Regions from separate parts of the Sus scrofa genome. Here regions 2 and 3 are each linked to region 1. Evidence: chromatin contacts called from public Hi-C data. All regions are on one chromosome and are shown on one strand. The core of a region is the stretch at or near the end of the contact, and the rest is flanking DNA. Distances in the headings are between cores, read along the strand shown.

Region 1 (2,583 bases), core at 41-2,540:
ACAGACACGGAGAAAACACACACACACACACTCTCTCTCCCTCTCTCTCCTAGGAGTTCCGGTCTGATGGGGGCAAAGCAGAGAACACATCCCTTTCACCTGCTTAAGTTCAGCCATAAAACTGAAATGTCATAGCCACAAAGTCAGAAGGCATAGGCAGGGCTGAGTTAAAACCATAAATAAAGGTGAGTGGCAGACCGGCATTTAGGATAGCGCTGAGAGGGAGTCTGGGCACCAATGGCAGAAAAGGGGGAAGAGGGGAGGCAGGTGCCATCTACAAAACCAGCATAGCAATAGCTGTCCCCTTGGAGCGGCAGGTTCGGCTTCGTGGGGACAGCCAGGCTCACAATGTCATCTTGGAGGTAGCCGAAAAACGTGAGGGGCCAGTGCCTTTATTCACGCTGTTATTCTTTTTGCAGAAAGAGATAGTGGGATCTAGAGCCTTGGCACTAGACGACCGTCCGGGGCTTGTACACACACACACACACACACACACACACACACACGAGCCTTTCCTTTTAATGCTCTTACACCGGTCTAAGATGAAACTGGCATAATCTCCACGCGTTCTTGGGAGCGCCTTGGCTACCACCGAAGGTGGACACGAACCGTACAGCCCCTGCCGTGGGGGGCTAGCCAGGAACACCTCAGCAGATCCCCGAATCAAAATTAGAACCCAGGTTCCCTCGCGTCGCATTCGCCCGTCTCTGCCCACCAGCCACAGCCCCAGTACACACACGGAGCCCATTCAATTCACCGTGACCCAAAACACTGGAAAGAAATCGGAAAACATGTTCTGCTCACCCTCAAAGCCGAGAGATCGATTTCATCCAGGCTGCGAGCCGGGGAGTCGCTCGCCATGTCGACTTCTTCGCGGGAGAAATGGACCAAAACCACCCCGAAGCTTCTCCCTTAGAAATTCCACCTTGGTCTATTTCACTCGCGTCCTCATGCGGGTGTGGAGCCAGAGGCCCGGGGCCCAGCCTCCCCCGCCCACCCCGGCCCCACAGCGCCTGAACGCGATCTTCCGCGCGTCGGTCCACTAGTCCGGGAGCCCAACCTGCACGGATCTCCAAGCCCGGAGCCGCGGTGCGTGTGGGCTGCGCGCCCTGATCGGCTAAGGGCGCTGGGGCTGCGTGGGTGTATTTAAATGGGACATGCTTCTTTGCTTGTGCGTGGATGGCGGCTGCATTGGCTGTTATAATGAGACACATCAACTCCTCCACTCAGCTGGGGTGGGGGGGGGCGTGGAGAACCACACAGAACTGTCTATCACCGCTTCCTGGGAGGAGTAAAGGAGGAGGTGGGGGTGGGGGAGGTGGAGGAGGCGTGGTCTCCGACTCGGGAGAGGCCGCGCTTCCTGACCCGGTCCCTCTGCACCAACGTGGGTGGGGGAGGGGCACTCACCCTTTCAGCCCAGGCATTTGCAGGCTAATCGGGCTGGTTCTGAAAAGCTGTTCCTGAACCATGCCTCGCTTATCGTAGGGACAAGGGGGCTTTATTTTCGTGTGTCCAGTTCGTGCGCTGCAGCAAAATGGCCCTTCAGTCTCATTTTGAGGGGTTCTCGGCAGGGTTCAATTGCTTTAGCGCTGAAAAAAAAAAATCCAGAAGGGAAAAAAGAAAAGAGCGATGCCCTCCCTCCCCCATTAATTATTTGTGGGGTTGGAGTAGCGCGGGCTGGTGCAACCGGTGCATATAAGGACTTGTGTGGAGGGAAGAGGATCCGCCTCCAGCCGCGGAACAAATCGGGGAGACGCGCACTCTCGCAGGGCGCCCAGCCCCGGGCTTCTCCAAATTGCAACTGCCGCTGGGTCGAGACCGCCAGGGCCCCCGGGATCCCGGAGGGCAGTTATCGAGGGCAGGTCACTCGCCGCCTCAGGGTTAGGAAGGTTTGCCAGAAGCGGGAAAGCTAGCAGATCTGAGCTTCCTTTGGGCCTCGCCACACCCAGAACCTACCCATGCCGCAATTCCCGCACGGAAACGACCGAATTGAAACGAGAATTTTTCTCCGGGTGCAGTGACTTGACTGCTTCAGGTAACTCCGAAGCCAACACTGGCTAAGGCAGCACGCGCCGCCTTAGCACCCAGCATTTTCCTTTCAGGAGGCTTTTCCGCTGCTGACCTACCCAGACTGATAGAGAAAGTTTGGCTGTCGGCTAAGATGTAACACAGAAGACCTACGGCTGAGAGCGATTCCCCTCCACCCTCTTTCTCCTCTAAAGGCTGAACGTTTACAGTGGTAAACATGATATTCTGTAATCTGGAGTGTGAAGTCATTTCCCCCAGTCCCCTCGCACAGCCCTTCCTCTCTGGCCTTGTCCACGCGAAATCCATAGGATGAAATGCTAAAATTGAACTTTTCCCCCAATACAGCGGTAGCTTTGAAAGCATTTTCTCCACCTCCTTTAAGAAGAGAATTTTCTTCTAGCCAAATGCCCTGAGGGTTTTTAAATCGAGTAGTGTGAATATCAGCTTCAGAATAAGCTTTTAGATGAATGAATGGGAGCCAATGCAGTTAGTTCATCAAGACTGCAGATATCAGATTTTCAAACGTTCGGTATGCGCTCTGCTGTTTTTGTTAAT
Region 2 (2,583 bases), core at 25-2,524, 300 kb before region 1:
CAAAAAAAAAAAAAAAAAAAAAAAAAAAGAATACTTAAAGAATAATGCAGCCCTCTTGGAAATTCTGCAGTCACCTCCCAATACACCAAGGGCCTGTGACTCATTCTGTCTTTTGTTTCCCTTGCTGAAATACAGGTGAGCATCTCACCTTTCTCTCCCCGCTTCTTCTTTGTTCTATCAATATGGTCCTTGAGCTGGATGCGGACCTGTCGTTCATTAGGTTGATCGCGGATAAACGGATGCTTCATCAGTTGTTCTGTTGCGGGTCTCTGGCTGTGATTCTTTACCAAGCAGCTCTCAATAAAGGACTGGAATTTTTTTGACCTGCCAAACAGAAGAGATGAACCCATACGTAAAAAGACAATCCGTAGAAAAGCAAGCTTATATTTTCTGAAATGCTAGAATGAAAAAAAAAAGGTCCAATCAGCTATGTAGGGGTCAACCAATCACAAAGTAGGTCTAGCTTTTCATTAGACATTAGGAGTTCAAAGGCACCATCACCATCATAGCTCAGGCAGTGCATGGCAGTTACATTGTGAAAGCGTTTTTTCCGCAGTTTATACAGAATATCACATGGAAGACCAATAGGCATCAGAGAAGAGAAAGACCCTGATGAGAACCACTGTTTGGAAGGTCTGTTGGACTGAAGGAACCAGAGCTAGATCTTCAAGAACTAGGAGAAAATCATTCTTGGGAAAGGATAGTTCAGGGAGGTAGGCAATCAGTGAAAACCTAATAGCATACTATATGTCAGGGGACACTGAGGTGAGTTGTCTAAATGAGGAAGAAAATGCAAGCTGGGAAAAGTAAAACCAGGGTGGAAGAGGTAAGGGGGAGTACACTTTGTAGAAATGAGCAAGATTCTTATACGGCATGTTTTTTCATTGGTGATTTCAGTCACTTTGGAACTCTGCTTTCCAAGAATAAAAATAGGATGTGTGCGCATGTCTGCTATTAATCCACCGACTGGAAAAACTAACTTTAAGGGGCTAAGTTCATAAGCAAATTTATCTCCTTCTAGAAAGGCATCGTTTCCTCAGGAATAAACCCTGTCCCAGAGATTCCTCGGGGCTGGGGAAAGCTGGCGAGTGACACCAGCATTTAGGGTAAAGTTCACAACGTGGTAGAAGTTAATGGTGGACTTCAGCTATGATTCAGGAGTTGGGCATGCGTGTTCTTGCTGAAAGTTTCTAGAAATTGTTCAGCATCATAAATAATTAAGCTCATGACTCTATAGCATGCCTTTCCCAGGTGTTCCACTGGCAGCACTGCACGTTGTCCTCAGAGTCCATGGGGGAACCAGAGTCACTCTTCTCAGTGTCCCAGCCCTGCTCAGGAATGCAACCATTTTGTGCTCTCTGTTGCCCCCCTGTGGAGAATTCGGGAGTTACAGGAGAAGATCAACAGCCAGCTTTCCCACACTTCCCAGCAGGCGAGATACACAGTTTTCAGGCTGGAAAAGTGTCCTCACCACATGGAACACAGCGGCAGGCATGTTCTTCAGGATTCAGATGTGAGAGGGCACTGGTATACGCACTGCTCTCCATGATTGCCCGAGTCAAAAAACACATTGCACTCTGTGTTTTTCAAAGTAGTACTAAATTATTGGTCTTTTTTTCCACCTTAAATTTCTAGGCAATGATCGAACTTTTAAATCATTTAACATAGAAATAAAAGTCACCTGCCATGCTTGGGGTCAGCGGGGGATGTATCAGGATTGGCAACACTGTGGACTAGAAATGGTACCTCCCTCTAGGTCCTTCAGCCCACATTTCTGCTTCCCCTACACTGGAAATTCTCCCCAGAGCTGGGACATAATTGAGCCATCTTTGTATCACAAGCACACTGCATGCTTGACAAATGAATGCATGAGTGATTATTGGCTGAGAGTTCTGGACAAGAGCTGTAATGTGGCTATGTTCAAATACGTCCTTGTAAGGGACAGAAAGGAAGACTTGGAGAGATTTTTTCTCTTTCTAGGGCCACACCCGTGGCATATGGAAGTTCCCAGACTAGGGGTTGAATTGGAACTACAGCTGCTGGCCTATAACACAGCTACAGCAACACCAGATCTGAACCGCTTTCTGCAACCTACACCACAGTTCACTGCAACGCCGGGTCCTTAACCCAGGGATTAAGTGGTGCCAGGGATCGAACCCAATTCCTCATGGATACTAGTTGGGTTCATTACTGCTGACCCACAAAGGTAACTCCCAAGAAGGTATTATTTAATATGCCCTCTTTCTAGCCATCAGGTTACTCTGTAGAGGTGCTAATGTGATATCATCTAAGGAGGGACCTTGCAAAAAACAATAACAACAACAAAACCATAACAAAATAATGGAATAAACTGAAGTGAGTAAGGTTAACCTGCATAAATAAATAGACAAACTCCACACGGTACTCTTCTAGGTAGAAAATCAGTACTAAAAAGATAAGCGCAAAACCAAAGGAAGACAGAAAGCTATTAAATATTCACCAAGAATGCAAATGGAAGTTCTCTTTTTTCCTGCTTGCAACTAGAAGGAAGAGCGTGCTTTTTTATAAAGTGCTCAACTATTCATTAGGGGATGATAAATAAAT
Region 3 (2,583 bases), core at 23-2,522, 270 kb after region 1:
AGAGAACATAAGAGAACAGACCCTCTCTGAAACACTGTATTTCCCTTTGGGGGAGAAAAAAAGAGATGAAAATGGCAATAATAGAAGCATCTTAATATACTTTAAGACACTAGTGCCTACCTTGAACTAAAGCATATTTAAAATAACATAAAAGCCGATCTACTTCATAAAGTGTTGCAAACTTGAAAACACCATCAAATCGAACTACTCTTGTGGAACAATTTCACGCTGGGTTGCTTTCGTGACAAATGAACAAAGGTAACATCGCTCTCTAGATGCTGAAGTTACTGAAATTAAGGAAGATATTCTCTTGATACTTTGCTTTATTGACTTAATTTTACTTTCATATTATTAGCGATACTTTTATGCCTTACAAGGCACACTCCGTCTTGACAGTCGTGTTTGTTCCTAGAGTCATCTCAGATTGGGAGGAATCCCTTAAGAATAAAAACAGTGACGACAAGGGAAGGGATTCAGTCCAGTTTAATCCATCTGTATGCTCTGTCCACAGCAACGGTCGTGCAGGTATTTTCTGAGGCATTCTAGAAAAATGCCAGACTTTTCAAAGAGAAAATTGAAATGATATTCTGGTTCCCTGTCACTATAAGCAGTAGGGCCCAGAGAAAAACCATGGATCAGGCAAGCATGCACAAGTGTGTGAGGGTCGACACCGCGGGCTGGGGTGCAATGTGCTGCTGCTTAATGTCCCAAAAAGTAAAATTAACTGTGTTTAAGAGCATAGTTATTCCTAGAAGATATAATGGGGAGACACCAAGAAAGGAATTCTGAAAAAGGAACCGGGAATGCATACAAACAAGAACTGTTCTCTAGACCGCACATCCAGCACATACATGTCATTTCCTCTCGGCTTCTACCTGCATGATCTACTGTCCAACAATGCATATGTTATAAGGAGAGCCATAACCCCCAAACCTCCATAGGATCAACGAACTCATACGCTTTTCTAAAAGAATACAGCAACAGCACAAACACTCTGCTGACTGTCATGTTTTCGCCTGTGAGGACAGAAAGAAAGTCTGACCTGTGCAGCAGAAAGTTCAAAACGTTATTTACTAACCTGGTGCCCCTGTGCAAGCAGTCGCTTCATATTGCTTTAAAGAAAGAATCTTTACTATGAAACTAATCTCCAAAGCAGCTGAAAGCTGAGAGGGGAAAAAAACTGACTACCCAGAGAGTCCACAGACAGGCTGTTCCCAAGCCCCGTTTTCTGGCTGACTCCCCAAAGGCAACTTAAGTCATAGCCAAGCCCACAAAGCACTTTAGCCTATAAGCTTTAGTAATGAACATGAAACCACTCCCATATGTTAAATAGACACTGGGCTGCTGTGAGAAAGAAAACCCGCATGCAGAATGAGCTAAGGCTTGGGCTTCATTTTCATACTTGCTGCCCAAGAAAACTGTAACACACCAACTTAAACAAAGAGCACTCTCACTCCCTTCTCTCCTCTCAGTCGCTGTACTAAAGCAACTCATTCATTTTAAACAAGAAGAATACAGTCTGCCCTCCCTTAGGGCCAATAAACGAGTTGTATATTATTGCCCAAGTTGGCAGTGGTGGTGATGGGACATATAGCAGTATAATTTCACATTGCCTAAAAGGGACACATGAAATTATTATTTCTGAGAATCACAGTCACATACTACCACTAGTTCTAGATTTTTATAATACATTACATAAGCATGAAACCTAATTAATCACTAAACTCTAAAAATCAAGTTTAAGAGGAATGCTTATCAAAGAGCCTTCTAACTTCCGATTCTGACTTAGTGTCTATAAATCTGGTAATCACTCCTAATTCAGTTTTACCATCTACAGGTAGATTATAAAATTTAAAAGTTTGGGGGGTGGTAAATTTGGCTGGGAGTTTTGTAGTTTTTTTATGGTTTAAATTGGGACTTACTATGACTTATGAGGGTTTCAAAGCAAGAAATTTAAATTTGTTTTTCATTCTAGAAAAATGTAATTGATAATTCCATAAGGCATTGATATCTTAAAACAGTCAATAATGTTTCAGCATATTGCTGAAGAAAAAGCAAAAATTCATAATCTGCTTTTTAACATTAAGTATTCGCATTATACACAATTTTCCCCTAGTTTTCACCTCCAAGAACAGTTTTAAATGCAATGGTTTGCTTCCACAATTTCTATTTTATTTAAATAAGACCTGTTTAACATAACAGTCAAGGTTGCCACATTTAACGTTTCTTTTGAGCCATCAAGATGGGACCAGATAATCTGAGGAAAACTTGATTCACTTGTTGCCAAGTAGGTTTACATGTATTTCTGGCAAAATTCAAGTTACTCAAAACCTATGAAATGTAAGCCACTATTATTACTAACCCAACAAGATCAGGCCTGAAAAGCCCTGAGATTCCCTCAGATCTAACACTGGCCCAACCAGTTTCCCCCACCTACTCCCAGAGACAAGGCTCAACAGTTTCTCCAGGGGGTCCCTTCAGAATGAGGAGGGGCAAGTCAGCCATCTCAGTGAGGAAACCAAACTCTAGCCGGTCTGTCCAGACGTTATAAAGGAGCCAGTGCCCCACCTGGTGGCCAAATTA

What was found. A called contact is a pair of places that touch in the nucleus more often than the background predicts.
Region 2: a Hi-C map of liver shows a contact between it and region 1, with 4 times the contacts expected there. The contact joins the enhancer-like site here to the promoter of TNIK in region 1. A contact is called at or near these places in 1 of 5 promoter capture datasets (liver), 5 of 47 Hi-C or Micro-C datasets (brain, fetal heart ventricle, heart right ventricle and 2 more) and 2 of 2 datasets of contacts at active chromatin or transcription factors (alveolar macrophages and skeletal muscle).
Region 3: a contact with region 1 is called in a Hi-C map of skeletal muscle, with 5 times the contacts expected there. The contact joins the enhancer-like site here to the promoter of TNIK in region 1. A contact is called at or near these places in 3 of 47 Hi-C or Micro-C datasets (fetal heart ventricle, heart right ventricle and skeletal muscle) and 1 of 2 datasets of contacts at active chromatin or transcription factors (alveolar macrophages).

Annotation. Positions count from the first base shown.
Region 1 is chr13:110,051,055-110,053,637 of Sscrofa11.1, forward strand. It overlaps TNIK (TRAF2 and NCK-interacting protein kinase), which reads right to left and starts at 1,291. Exons shown (of 30, transcript XM_021071173.1): 1 at 805-1,291. The coding sequence starts at 861. LOC106507999 (a long non-coding RNA gene) reads left to right here and starts at 1,422. Exons shown (of 6, transcript XR_002338109.1): 1 at 1,422-2,035.
Region 2 is chr13:109,747,742-109,750,324 of Sscrofa11.1, forward strand. It overlaps TNIK (TRAF2 and NCK-interacting protein kinase), which reads right to left. Exons shown (of 30, transcript XM_021071173.1): 10 at 149-324. Among named protein-coding and RNA genes, the nearest start is that of SLC2A2, 130 kb to the left of the region's middle. Within about 2 kb of position 1,275, at least 17 of the 83 cell types and tissues checked have an H3K27ac peak or open chromatin away from gene starts, as enhancers often do. A contact at or near this core is called in liver, where this site is marked.
Region 3 is chr13:110,325,494-110,328,076 of Sscrofa11.1, forward strand. All of the region lies in intron 1 of PLD1 (phospholipase D1), which reads right to left. Among named protein-coding and RNA genes, the nearest start is that of PLD1, 50 kb to the right of the region's middle. Within about 2 kb of position 1,273, at least 44 of the 83 cell types and tissues checked have an H3K27ac peak or open chromatin away from gene starts, as enhancers often do. A contact at or near this core is called in alveolar macrophages and skeletal muscle, where this site is marked.